Linked DNA regions of Mus musculus: region 2 is linked to region 1. A link is a contact called in public promoter capture Hi-C data. All regions are on one chromosome and are shown on one strand. Each heading gives the region's core, a stretch centred on a gene start, on an enhancer-like site or on the middle of the called end of the contact. The rest is flanking DNA. Distances are from core to core; before and after follow the strand shown. Region 1 holds the start of Jade2 (jade family PHD finger 2). Region 2 overlaps Tcf7 (transcription factor 7, T cell specific).

Region 1 (7,051 bases), core at 1,275-3,774:
TCCCATGCCTCTGGCCTGCCTCACCTGCCTGCATCCCTATCTGCCCATGTGCAGACACATAATTAAAAATAGGTGCACATACAACTACACATCATTAAAATAATTGGGGAAGAAAAGAGTTTATAAGAAAGAAGACATGAGCAAAGCACTCACGTGAGCTGCACTCTTAGCCTGGTCCTGCCTTACTTAGAGGGAATGTAAATTTACATATTCACATACATGGGTATGCGTGTGCTCATGTGGTCTCTGTAATCTTCTGCTCACCAAGGTGAAAACAGATCCAGAGAGATGTATTCACTGATCTGCCTCACACAGCCTTCTGAGCAGAAAAGCCAGGATTAGAAGCCATTAACCTCTCGGTTGGGCACTCCCAGCCTCCAACACGTGTTAGCAGACATTGACCTTGGCCTGGGAAAATCTTCTCAGTGGACCTCTGAGAACCAGAGTTAGGGCTAACTGTGAGGTGCTGATGAGCCAGCCCTTCCTCTTGCCAGACAGGCCTCTTTTAGACTTTGTGAATGAAGGCCAAAGAAGAGAAGTTCTGCTGGTGGCTTCCTTGAGTTCTCCTGCTGCAGAAAGCTCTTGGTTCCTCATGTCCCTCTTTGTTGCAGAGACAATCTCCCTGTCAGAGGATCTGAGCTGTTTTGAGTTTGTTCATTATTAGATTTATTTCTCCTATAAGCAAATGTGTTCACAACATTCCGTCGGGGAATCTTCTTAATTGTCACATAAATGTCATCTTATGTAAATTGAATATTTATCTTTGCATGCAAGGGGGTTTGGGGGTGGAGGGGAAAGGAAAAATAAACAAACTTCAGTCTTGGAAAGGGAAAGGGATTTGAAACTCATCCACCTGCCTTCAAAAACAAAGGTGAGTTGGGGGGGAAATCATTGGATTATCTTGGAAGGGGTAGAATACATTGGCAAGGGTGAGAAGAGATGCCTTAGGGATGCTGGAGATGAGAGATGCCTTAGGGTTGCAGGGCCAGGCTTCCCCAAACCTCAGTCCAAAGCTAGCCAACCTCCCCAGCTGGAGCATTCCCAGGAGGCAAAAGGTTGCCCCCCACGTGCCTACCCCTCCAGGAGGCCTGCCCTTTTCCTTCCTAGAGAGAAGGTGAGCTCCCCAGGCACAGCGGGTTGGGTGGGTGTGGCCCGCAGCTCAGGGAACCGACCCAAGGCTCCGCCACTGCCGGCTAGCCGCCCGACAGCCCGCCCGCCTGGCGAGCGCAGGCTCTTCTTCCAGAAACTGCGAGGATTGGAGAGCACTGTTTGTGCACCACAAGGTCAAGTCGGGAAGTGGAGTCGGAGGAGGAGGGGCGAGAACGAGAGGGTGGGGAGAGGGGCGCCCCGCTTCTCTGCCAAGTACCAGCCCTGGGAAGTTGCCCCTCGGTTTTTAACCCTTTGCGGCTATAAGATGCACGAGGCAGAAGGAAGGGGGTACCCCGGGGCAAACTCCTCCTGAGGCTAGGACATGTTGCCACCCTGCTAGCCACCCACCCATCACAGTGCGCCTCACCCCCCCTCCGGAAATGCAGGGCAGCACCAGGCGCCAGGAGGCACCCGCGAGGGGGAGGGGGCAACAAGCCCAAGAAGGGACCCCCTCCCCTTAAGGACAGCCCCTCTCTTCCGGAGGTCGCCCACAATTTCAACTTTCCCTGCCTAGGATGCTAGTTTGCATTTGGTGTGGGTGGGGGAGGAGGACCGCGCCCCCTCCCCCAGCCCCTTGCGCGCCCCTCCCCTGCACTCCTGCCAGCACTTTCTGCTCACTTCTGGCGCTGCAAAAAACGCCACGCGATTTATTCGATTTCGATTTTAAAACCAGTGATTCCGAAACCGGGCGGAGGGCGAGGGTCTTCCAGCACCAGAGTCCCTGGGGGTGGGGCGGGCGAGCTGGGTACTCCGTGCAAGCCTCGTTTCCTCCGCGAGTGTCGCCTCCAAGCTGTTATTTGCAAAGAAACGTCTTTTTGACGCAGGGAGAAATGGCAAATTTTAAGTACGTCATTAATATGGCGCCAAAAGATTTTTTTAAGTATAAGCTTGCTTTTTTTTTTTTTTAAAGGTTGTGGGGGGCTCCGCCTGGGTCTGGGGCGCGAAGGGGGCGGGGTGTGAGCAGAAAGTGTGAGTGAGCGAGTGGAGGGGCGGGGTATGTGTGTGAGTGTGTGAAGTGTGAGCCGACCTGATGGGACTTGCACGGGCTCAGCCGGCGCTCGGGCCCGGCCCTGGGGACAGGGCGGGTTGGGGGCGCCCCGGAGTCCACGAGGAGTCCGGGCCCGCGTGCAGGCGGGCGGGTGACCGTGTAGGGCACCCCCCCGGGGGGGCCGCAACGCTACCTGGGACTGTCGCCGGAGCCAAACAACTGGGAAGGGGGGGGGGAACACGACAGGGGGGTGCCGGGAGCGGAGATCCGAGTGAATTAGAAAAAAGTGGCTACTCCCCCTCCCTCTCTTCTTGCCCGCCCCCACCCCACCCCACCCCCACCCCAACACATTTTTTCCCCCTCTAAAGAGATCACAAGGAAGTCTTGGTTTAAAAAGAAACAGAAACATACACAGGGGGTTGGTGAATGGTGCCGACCGCGGCCATCGCAGTTGGAGGCTATTTTTTTGGGGGGTGAGTAGCGTCCATGGAGTTACTTTGCGCCCACTCCTAGTGGCACCAGCTCTGAGCTGGAGGGCTGACCATCTTCCCAGCAGGGGTGCGGGGCTTGGGGGGCGCCGCGGCCCGGTCGCCTCCCTCGCCACGACCCCGGATGGATGCGCGCCCCCCGCCCTCCCGCGCCGGCCCCAGGAGCTCCTGGCTTCGGGAGCATCCTTCCCGCGCCGGCCCCCGCCGCCGCGCGTAGCCGAGGGCAGCGCCCCTCGGGAGGGCACCGCGGAGCAAGGTAAGAGCCAGCCCCCAGCGGATGGGCCCTGCGCATCTCCACGGCATTATTTTGTGGGCTTTTTTTTTTTTTCAACAGATCTGCCAGTGCTCCTCGCTCCCTCTCTCTTGCTCGCTCGCTCCCTCTCTCGCTGGCTGCCTGTTCTAGGAAGCCAGCGCGGGGGGTGGGGGGGGGGGACGCACAGCACTGGGGAGAGAGATTGCGCATGTTGGTCAGCCGTGTTTTAAAGAGTACAGTGCGGGGAGGCTGAGAGGGGCGCATGCAACAACTTTTGGAAGGGTGAGCCTGGCGACCTTCTTTATTAATGACTGCGGCAAAGCGCCCCTGGGCCGGCGAGGGGGCGCGGGCGGGTGGGGGCGCTGGGGCTGCAACTTGCCTCGCGGGCTCCGGCCGGCCCGAGGGGCTGCGGCGCTACCGGGGTGCGGGGTGGGGAGGCTGAGTGGCGGGCACCGGGGCACGGGAAACCTGGAGCTATCTGCCCTTCTGTCTCCCGAGTTTCATTTTGTTGATACGCAGCACGTCCGGGTGCCGAACCGGGCTGAGCCGATGCACATGACCCCGCACTGGGCTCACGTGCAGCCGGTCCAGTCCTAGACACCTTCCGGGGGCCACCGCCTCCGCCCTGCGCCCCCTTTCCAGGCTGGGTGCACGAGGGAGCTGCACGCGGGGGCAGCATGCTCGGTTCTTGGGTTCAGAGGCATTGCACAAATTAGTTTTTTTTTTTTTTCTTCTTAAGGGGCGGGGGACAACGTTCCCAGGTGAGTGCTGGGTGCGCAGTCCAGGCAGCCAGGGTGCATACTGGGGTAGTGGACAGCAGCTCTCCGGTGCTGCGCGGGAGTCCGGTGGGGGAGAGGCACCGCGAGAGTGGAAATGTACCGGCGACGGCCGGAGCGGCGGGTGCGCGCTCGCGGGGCGACGGCAGGGGGCGTGGCCCTTGTTTACCTTCTCCCAACTCTGCTGGTTCGCGTCCCGCTTCAGGGACGACTCTGCAGCTCCCCCCTCTTCCCTCCGCCCTTACTAAAACTCTGGGTGGTACCTAAGAGCAGCAGACAAGTGGAGGGCCCTGCCTGGGACACACGCACCTGACCCCAAAATGAGTGACATTGCAGCCCCCGCCCCCACCAAACATTGCTGCAGTCCTTCTGCCGGATCCCCGGCCCCGCCCCGCCCCCGGCAGTGGCATCTTCCCGGCTCACCTCCTTCCTCCCTCTCCCTCCCTCCTTCCCACCCACTTGCCTGCGCCTGCGGAGCGGCTCTCGCTCGCCCACTCCCCGCCTGGGTGCAGACTTGTGGCTCCCCATGGTCCCTTCCCGCCCATCCCTGGGCTCTGAGACATCCCCTTCTCCGAGCAAGGGGTGATCCTGGGTCAGCTTGGAGACTCGTAGCTTTTCTGCCGGAGGGTGAGGACATCTGCAAAACCGGCTTGGAGGCTTTCCTCTACCTTCCAGAGAGGCCCAGCCAGCTCAGCCCGGTCCCTCTTCTGCACACCTCTGCCCCGCTCAGTACCCCCGCCCCCACCCCGGGCTCAGTTGCCCTTCCCCGAGTCCCCTAGACCCCTCCCCCGCCCCGGGCGTCAAGCCCACCCACCTCCTGGCACCGCCCCCGGCCCGAACCGCCTCTTGCCCTTCCTACGCCTGGGCCGGAGCCCCCCGCAGCCACCTCCGGCTCCTCCTCCCGGCTCCCGCGGTCGGAATCACGCCGGCGCGCCTCCAGCCTGCGTGCCCGTCGCCCGCCGCCAAGGGCAGGCTGGAGGCGCGCAACCCTCTTCTAATCCACTTAGCCGCTGCAGCCGGCCTGTGCACTTTTTAAAAAAAAAAAAAAAAACAGCTTGGCCTCAGGCCTCCTGCTGGGTGGGGGGCGGGGGAAGGGGGCCGGGTGTCTTTATGCCCGAGGGTACATTGCACTGGTTATCCCGGGTCTCTGCAGATTTCCAAACTTCACCCTTGCCCCTAGCACCCCCCCCCCCACCTCATCTGCAGGATTCCGAGGTACAAAGTTTTACCCAGAGGCAGTTTGCAAGAGGTCAATGGGAGGGATTATGGTTGTTCTCAGAGATGTGGCTTAGGGAGGGGCGGGGCCCCCCATTTAGAAATGAAGAGTTCTGAGCCCGGAAGAAGGTTAGGATGCTCCCTTAACATTTATATTTGCAAACAGACCGGAGCTTGGGAGCTGGGTTCTCCTCCCAGAGTGGCACTGTCTCTCCTGTCACTGGTAAAATTCCCAGTAGGACATTTGGCAGAAGATCCTGGCAGAGGTTTGCCAACCGAGCCTGGCCCTGTTTCCTGGGTTCCCAGGGTGCTGACTTCTTTTTCCCCTCGCCTGATTTCTTTTTCCCCCCCTTAGGGCCCCAGGCGAACACACCAGCCCTCCAGGCCCTCCGGTCCCATCTTCCTTGGGCGGGTTAGGACTCGCAGAGCAATCTACTAAGCAGGCAAGGAAAATAAGAGAATGAACTGTAAAGGGGGGAAGGAATGAGTAATAAAACTGACCTAGTCAAGAATAAGCTTTTATGTTTAGGCTATGTTATTTGCTTTTTAGGTCGCAGGCTGCAAAAGCAGGCTTTGATCCGAAGTGGGCGAATAATTTATTGAGAAAGTTTGCATGGTGTGTGTGTGGGGGGGGGGGTCGTGTTTGATCTGAAGCCCTCTCCTCGGTTGTTCCAAGAGCTGTTGGCTGCTATTTTGAGTGGGAAAGCATTTGGTTCCACAGTAAATGCCTTTTAGAGGGGAGTCCTCACCCTACGCAGCAGGACTTAACAGTGAATGTTGGCTTTGAAACTGTTTGGCCAAGGGTCTCCCCAACACTCTTGGAGATGAAGTGTTTAAGGACAGAGTTGTTTGGGCTCTGGATACAGCAAATGTTTCCAGAGTGCTTTCCCATCCAGCGTGCTTTTCCCCTAAATTGCCTGGGTAAATGGCCGGTGACTCCTATCCAAGAGGCTGTCAAAGATCTAAGCTGCTAGGTTCTCATTGGTACTCTGTATGTGGGGGTCCCCGGGTCCCTATTGTACTTTATTATCTCAGTGTAAGCCTTAGACACTGACTCCCCTAGGTTTGGGGCTGCAGGCAGGATATTCCCGTTATTTATAACCAGTGTTTCTATTAGACTTAGAAGGTGGTTGGTTGCCTCAGTGCCCCCGCCAAATGCTTCACTGTATATGTACAGCAGGCTGTCTGCAGGTCTCTCGGATGGGTGTTTGGGTTGCATGAGAGGTTGCCAGAATAGAGTTGGGGGTGGGGGTAACTTTGACGTGTCATGTCCCCCATGCAGTGGGACACTTAGACACTTAAATGGCAGGTCTTAGCTCAAAGCTTCGGCACCTCCTGGAAGTTGGTTCTGGAGCTTTAGGCAGCCCTCTAAGCTTCCGCTCAGAAATCTCATTGGAATTTAGAAAACTTCATCTGTGCCGTAAGCCTTCCTGCAGTCTTGAGCCCTTTGACCGTGGAGTCAGCCAGCCTAGGTTTGAATGTAGTTTCCAGCTGTGTTAAAGGCACCAGAGGTCTTAGTTTACTTATCAGCCAGTGGGATTGATAATAATCCCTATCTGTAGGTGAGCGTAGGAAGTAATAGATTGTATTAAAAGACTAAACCTGGGTCTAAGGATATAGCTGGTCAAGCCCTTGTCTAACAATTCCAAGCCCTGGGTTCTAGCAATATAATGAATGGAAAGAGAAGGAAAAAAGAAGAAGAAGAAGCAGCAGCAGCCTAAAGTGAGTGGTAGCACACGGCACAGTGTTACCACTCTGTTAATGAACCGAGGCAAGCCAGTTATTATATGCACGATGGCCTTTAATCTGTTAGCCCCAGGCTAGGCCAGAAAGGCAGCTTCTCTTCTACGAAGAAGAAATGAGCATCTAACAGGTGCCTGTGGGCAGCTAGACTTAGGAATGGTCCACTGAAATGTGCCCTGTGGGGAGAAGAGTAAGGTTGAGGAAGTATTGAAAGGTAAATTAGGTAGAACCTGTCACACTCGGCTCTCCTTGGTTGGGTGGTAGAACTGGCCTGCATGATTGACACCTGTAGGCACTGGAAACTGGGGCCTGGGTGGGACAATGAAGGTAGGCAGTGGAGTGGCAGGAGAGAGATCCCAGCGCCTCTCAGGCTTGGAGAAGTAGAGTTGACAGTCACAGACAGCAGCCCTCTTGCCCTGTGTGCACAGAATCATTTTTT
Region 2 (6,625 bases), core at 950-3,449, 410 kb before region 1:
GAGCGCTCTAGCCAGCCAGACTCTCTGGGCAGCTCTGGCTTTATTGAGAGAGACCCTGTCTCAGAAAATAGAAAACAAGGAAATCTTTGACCTCTGGCTGCCATATACATGCATACATTTGTGCACACAGGCACATATATATAAGCACGTGTGCACGCGCGCGCGCACACACACACACACACACACACACACAGCGAGTTCTATCATTGCTAGGGAAACTGAGGCTGAGAGAGGTAGTTGGTGGTCAGGATTTGGATGTGGCTCTTCCCCTGCTGTCCGAGCTCCCTGCTGCATGGCTCCCTTGGTTCTAAAACGTGAGGGATAGGGCCAGTGCTGGCTGTGGAGCTGCGTGGCTCTCCTCTGACCCCAAGAAGAGACTAGGGCTCAGCCTGCACTCCAGGCTCTGGGCCTGAGCTGGCTTTCTCCCTGCACACCTGGCATGGTCTGTCCTCCCAGGGTGAAGAGGGCTGCACTTCATGATTGAGAGACATGAGTCCATGTCTCCCTCCCCAACCCCCCAAGAAAATGTCAACAAGAAACAGTTTGTAAATGACCTTTAAGGTTGAGCCAGGTTTGGTGTGTGGCAGAAGATGGTTAGAAATTATCTGCTGTGGAGTTTTCTTTGCCAGCTTGGTCCTCACTTAGCCCAAAGTCTGCTGCCTGGCCTCTCTGGCTTGAAGTTTCCGAGGCTCCGAGTCCTTAGGAAAAGCTGGGCAAAGGAGATGGTGAGCAATCCAAGGCCTGGGTGTGACACCTATGAACAAACTTCTTGAGAGCCAGAGCCTCCTGCCAGCCTCATGGGGACATTTTGAGGACAATGTTTTTTAACTGTCCCTTGTGGTTACTGCAGGCCAGAGAGGAGTTCAGAAGCCTGGCCTGATTGTGAGCAGGCAATGGTCCAAAGGACTTTGAGGACCGGCATTCCCAACTTGGCACGGAGTTGGCTTTCCTGAAAAGCCTTTGTCTAGGGACAGGGCTTGCTTTTGTCGTTTCATTCTCTTTTTGATCTTAAGTACAAAAAGAATATTAGCAAACACTCACCTAGGCCTCGACATGTCCCACTAGCTCATGGGCATTTTATAGACACGAAGTGTGGACACCAAGAGACTTGCCCTGAGCAAGTGTTGGAGGGGTGACTTGAACCCACCTCCTTCACAGTGCCCTGCCTCTCTGTAGGCAGCATTCCTGGGACAGACAGCCGGGTGCTTTTGGCTCCCCCATGCTTCTGCCTCCATGCTGTTGGGTAGGGGCGCTTCCTACAGGTGAGCTGTAGTGCAGTTTTACATGAGCCCCTAGCTCAGCTTCCAGAGGGGCTTCAGCTCAGACCCTGTGGCGGTTGGAATGGCACAGCCCTACCTCTGCTTATTATACTGGGCGTAGGGGCTATGGCAGCACTCCAGGGCTGGGAGCCTGCTTCTAGCAACTTCTTTCTGCTCCTTGTCTTGTGACCTTGTGGATGAAATGGCTGGATTGAGTCTACACAGAGCTCCTGGGCCTTAACCCAAAGGAGCTTCAAGGGTCAGACCAGAAGGAGCAGCCTTGTGTGGCCTCCAGGCAAAACTGTCTTCTTGAGGCAGGCTAGGCAGCCCAGGTGACTTGGGGGCCCCATGCTGTCCTTCATGGACTAAACTGGGACAAGAGGTCTTCAGGTCTCTCTTCCCCACATTCTTACTACTGCCCACCATCTTCCCGTCGTCTTCTTCTGAGCTCCACAGGCTACACAGTCAAGACCCTGTCTCAGAAGCAGCCAGTGAGATTGATTTGCAGAGGGCTCCCAGCATAAGTGCTGCCCGTGAGCTCTGGCCAAGAGCGCGAGGGCTGGACTCAGATCCAGACCGGTCACTGCTGGCCGTAAGACTTGAGTGGCTCACCAGAATGTTCTGTGCTTCACCATCCTCATCTGTAGAATCTTTGTGCACAACACAGTGTCTTGTGAAGACCGGTAGAAGTCTGGCACAAGGTGGAACTCTGTAGACTGCTGAACACACAGCCAGCCATTGCTGGACTGGCAGAGACCACCAGCTTCAAGTCTGTACCTTGCTTCCTTCCTATTCTGGGCCCTGCATCTCTACAAAGCCTCCAGCTGTGCCCCCAGGGCCCAAACCTGCTGACATGCCTCCCTCTCCCCATTGCTAGGCCCAGACAGCATTGAGGCGAGGCCGAGGCGGCATCCATGGTGGGAGGAGCAAAGCTACTGCCTGGGCTTGGGGCTTGCCCAGCCCTGCACTGCTTGCAGACTCCCCAGACAGGGTGTTTGTAGTGCTAGCTAGCAGCTCAGCTGCAGCAGCTCCCGGAAGCTTACATTTTCCTCTAAAAACATCCTGTCCTGAGGGGCGTTTACCTCAAAGAGGAGGAAGGAAAACACAAGCAGACAAATGCATAGAACCCACAAGAGGCCATGGGCAAGGCCACTCAGCTTATGAGGGTTCAGCTGAGTCTAATGGTGCCGCTCTGTTGGGCAGAGAAACCACAGGTTTGCCAAGGCTGCATGCAGGGACTCTGGTCCTCACCTCCAGTGAGGCAGGTCCATTATCTGATGTTGGGGCCAGGAGGCTAGTGGACTAGCCACATGCTGTCAGCAGGTTCTGCAACCATGGCAACCTTGTTGCCAACAGGTGGCTCTAAAGTCTCCTCTTGGTCTAGGGTGTGGCCCAGCTGTCCCCCAGCCCTCTCAGCTCTGCTGGTTCTAAGGCCATGGCCCTGGTTCTGTAGTAGGTATCTGGCACAGGGTGTTGGTGAGACACTTACAGGTTGTCATGCCTTGGGCAGTAGAACCTGCGGCCAGAGCTGGGAACTAAAGGAGCACAGCCTGCTCCTCTCAGCCAGTCTGAAGTATGCCTGCAGAAGAGGGTCTGTGGAAACGTGCAGGTCCAGCTCTGGTCGACGTCATTTGCAGGACCCCCCTGCAAACTGGGACGCTCACTCTCATGGGCTCAGGCACTGGCGAGCATTCCACTCAGGAGCTAGTCAGACTCCCAAGCACACACAAGTTGCTGCTGCTGACGATGACTGGGTGTGGAGATAAGATGTGAGCACTGAGGAAACTGTTGCAGGGGCTACCACTGGACTGTTTTGGGGCACTTAGCTGAGGATGAAGTCAGCCTGCAGTGTCCCCAGATGAGGCTTGGGCTTCTGTCTGTGTGTACCTTTTCTAATTAGAGCAAAACGCCATCTGAACTAGTGGCAGGTCTGATTGTGACTATGGTCATTGTCATTCTCAGAGTGCCTCAGGTGGTTAGGGTGTAGAAAGGAGAAAAGGAAGGGGCTCGGATGCCAGATGGACCCCTGACCCTAAAGTGGTCCCAGTTTCTGTATGCTGCCATAACACTAGATGAAGCCCCAGACTTCCCCAGGGCAGCAAGTCTCTTTGAACGTGTGCAAACCACGTGTGCAGGTTGGTTTCATCTGCACCACTTTCAGAGAACCAACCTGGGTCCTAGATTTAGTTCAGTGACAAAAATGAAAGGCATAGTCCCAGAACACAGGGAGGAGAGAAGGTGGGTGAAGACACAAGAAGGTACCAGCCATGTGTAGAGAGTCGAAAAGTTCTCTGAGGGCTGGAGAGATGGCTCAGCGGTTAAGAGCACTGGCTGCTCTTTTGAAGGTCCTGAGTTCAAATCCAACCAGCCACTTGGTGGTTCAAGACCAACTGTAATGAGATCTGACGCTCTTCTGGTGTGTCTGAAGATGGCTACAGTGTACTCACATACAATAAATAAATCTTTTTTTTTTTTTTTTTTTTTTTTGGTTTTTCGAGACAGGGTTTCTCTGTGTAGCCCTGGCTGTCCTGGAACTCACTTTGTAGACCAGGCTGGCCTTGAAAAGGAAGGAAGGAAGAAGGAAAGAAAGGGAAAGAAAAGAAAAGAAAAGAAAAGAAAAGAAAAGAAAAGAAAAGGTCTCCCAGAAGCAGTCTCCTCGATATGAGGCAGGAAAGAGCACTCCAGTTTTTGGTGGCTGGTACGAAGAGTGAGAAAAGGAAAGTTTAGAGGGGTGTGGCTAGCCAGCATCCTTGATGACAAGGATCCTTGAAGGGTCCCCAAGGCTCTGTGCTGTAGATGTCATTCTCTCCTCACAGAGCCTCGCTTCAGTGCCTGCCTCAGATGGTCCCTAGGGGCCACTCCCAGCTCTGTAATAGGAGCTGGAGACAGCCCCCTCTCCTGAGGGACAGTGGAGAGTGTAGTGGGATGTGCAGGAATTTGGGGCACCAAGGGTTTCCCAGACCTTGTGAGTGCAAAGCCTGGAGAGGCAGCGATGCCCAGCTCTCTAGGATGCTCAGGCAGTTGCGTGCCAAGCTGGCTGACCCTTATTTAGGTTAGAGGTGGTCATAGGTCTGTGTGGGAGCCAGCATGATAAGGAGCAGTAGGAGCTGTGGAGTCTCTCGGGGGTGGGAAGAGGCATTGAGACAGAGATCTGGGTGTTTAGGCAGACAGGAGCATGCCCAGGGTGGGCACAGAGATATGCTAGGGCCTCAGGGGGCATATACCAGCTTTCACTGTCAGGTTGGTTTCTGGCGACTCCTTTTAGAGCCAGGGGAACATGGGCTCAGCACAGTGTATGTAAGCTAGCCAGGTTGAAGGGAGAGATTGGTACAGCCTCCTTTGTCCCCCAGCCTCTCACTCTGTCCATGGTAATCACAGGTCTTTGCACTGTAGCTATTAGCAGCTGAGCTCTGGCTGTGACCTTATGCTTCAGTTTCCTTCCCTGCCAGTGGTGATAGCCACTGTGCCTGCATGGTACGTCTGCTTGAAGCGGTGTGTCTGGTGCTCAGAACTGCGCCTGCCGGGAGGGAGGGCAACATTCAGTTATTAGCAGGTGCTGCTTGTAGCCTCAGACATTCTTTGCCTGACACAAGCTAGGAACTCGGGGACACATCCTGATACTTGTTTGCTTATGGGTCCTAGGTGTTTGGGGACGCTTCTTTTGGCTCTGCCTCTGCCACAGGGCTTTCTTGAGAGGATCTGTTCTTCTACCCCCATCAAGCTTGAGGCCAGAGGAAATAGCAACTTTCTTCGCTGGGAAAGTGTTGTGGGGCTCAAGAGCTTGGGGGTTTTCAGAGTCAACCGTCAGAGGCAAGGGAGTTTCTCTGCTAGTGGTGACAGGGGCTCTCAGAGAGCTCTCAGCCTGTGAGCAGACCGCTGCGGTCTGCAGGGAAAATGCCGACTGTGTTTATTTTTTACCTGAACCTGCAGGAAGTGGGAGGCTAGGGACAGCCTAGCTGGGCCCAAGCTCAGCTCTGAAACAGAGACCTGCTCAGGGCTCCCCGTTTCTACTCTGCACAGCCTTGCCCGGAGATGATAGCCAGGCTAGGTTTCAGAAGATCCCTTTGGGACAGTAGCCGCGGGTGGGTGTGGGAGAGTCTGGGATATGCCAGCAGCAGGAAGGACCTCCTTGTTGGGGGGTGGGGGGTGGGGAGCTGGTCACCAGGTGGCCAGCAGGCTAGATAGGTCCTGGCAGGAATAGCAGGGTAGCTGCAGGCATCCCTGAGTCCTGGACCTGTCCTGGAGTGCCCCAGGCAGGTGGGAGCAGCTGCCAGGGCTCCAGCAAGGCGAGGAGTGGGGACGTGGAGTGGCTGATGCGGCAGAAGCACTAAGTGCAGTTGGGTCTCTACCTGCTGTATGCAGGTTTATGTCCCACTGCGTCCTTCCCCTAGTAAGGAGATGAGGGATTCTGCTGTTGAGGTGCTCAGTGCCTGGTGGGAACAGTTAACCCAGACCTGCCTCCTTCCCTTGGAGGCTAGGGACAGTCACCTGAAGGCAGATGAGGGAGGAGGGCTCAAGTCCCTGAACTTTCGGTGCAGGCACCAAGCCCTAGGCAACCCCACCCTGTTGTCTGGGAAGTCTGGCGCTGAGACAGTCTTGTACTGAAGCCCTGGAGCGGGACGTTCTGCTGGCCTAAGGGGGCAAGGAGCCTTGTGGCAGACGGTTCCCCCTGGCTAGCAGCAGGGCGAGGAGGCAGACTATGTGAGCTTGGGAAGAACTAGCCAGGACCTCTAGCTGCTGCTGGGTTCTGTGCCCCACCCAGTACTTCTGTGGTCTGTCTGCAGACTTCTGATTAATAAGGCTTTCCCCCCAAAACCAGGAAACACAGGTAGGCAGTACAGGCCCATCATCCCCAGGACCCCCAACTGCTACACACACACACACACACACACACACACACAGAGAGAGAGAGAGAGAGAGAGAGAGAGAGAGAGAGAGAGAGAGAGAAAGAAGGCAGGAGTCACACACAAACAAACACTGTAGGCAGGAGTTGTAAGCTGAGCTGGTTTTCTGAGGCGTCTTCAGGCCAGCCGGAGCTGCACTGTACCCTGGGGCTCAGGAGGCAAAGCTGGGCTTGGGGGCTTTAGGCAGTATGAGGGGTGCAGTGCGGTGAGGTCCGAGTTGCCACCAGGCTGCTTGCTACCTGCCACTGTCTTGGAATCTGTGAGGATGAAAAAGACCTTAAAGATTGTCAGGAAGCTTCCTGTCATAAAGGGCCTTAGCAGGTGCTCCTCAAAATTAGGACAAAGCTTGGTTTAAGACTGATAGGTGGGAGCCAGGCGGTGGTGGTTCACGCCTTTAGTCCCAGCACTAGGCAGAGGCAGGCGGATTTCTGAGTTCAAGGCCAGCCTGGTCTTACAGAGTGA

What was found. Promoter capture Hi-C pulls out the DNA fragments that hold promoters and counts their contacts.
Region 2: a promoter capture Hi-C map of pre-B cells shows a contact between it and region 1. The contact joins the enhancer-like site here to the promoter of Jade2 in region 1. A contact is called at or near these places in 5 of 39 promoter capture datasets (the C10 cell line, the HPC-7 cell line, cranial neural crest and 1 more), 1 of 484 Hi-C or Micro-C datasets (CD4 T cells) and 4 of 115 datasets of contacts at active chromatin or transcription factors (craniofacial prominence, double positive thymocytes, forebrain and 1 more).

What each region holds. Positions count from the first base shown.
Region 1 is chr11:51,853,141-51,860,191 of GRCm38.p6, reverse strand. Jade2 (jade family PHD finger 2) reads left to right here and starts at 2,524. Exons shown (of 13, transcript NM_001357588.2): 1 at 2,524-2,881; 2 at 5,225-5,312. The coding sequence starts at 2,754. Gm30110 (a long non-coding RNA gene) reads right to left here and starts at 4,746. Exons shown (of 2, transcript XR_388628.2): 1 at 4,469-4,746; 2 at 3,595-4,271.
Region 2 is chr11:52,264,270-52,270,894 of GRCm38.p6, reverse strand. The region is part of intron 3 of Tcf7 (transcription factor 7, T cell specific); the gene reads left to right. Among named protein-coding and RNA genes, the nearest start is that of Tcf7, 15 kb to the left of the region's middle. Within about 2 kb of position 2,199, at least 64 of the 459 cell types and tissues checked have an H3K27ac peak or open chromatin away from gene starts, as enhancers often do. A contact at or near this core is called in the HPC-7 cell line, double positive thymocytes and pre-B cells, where this site is marked.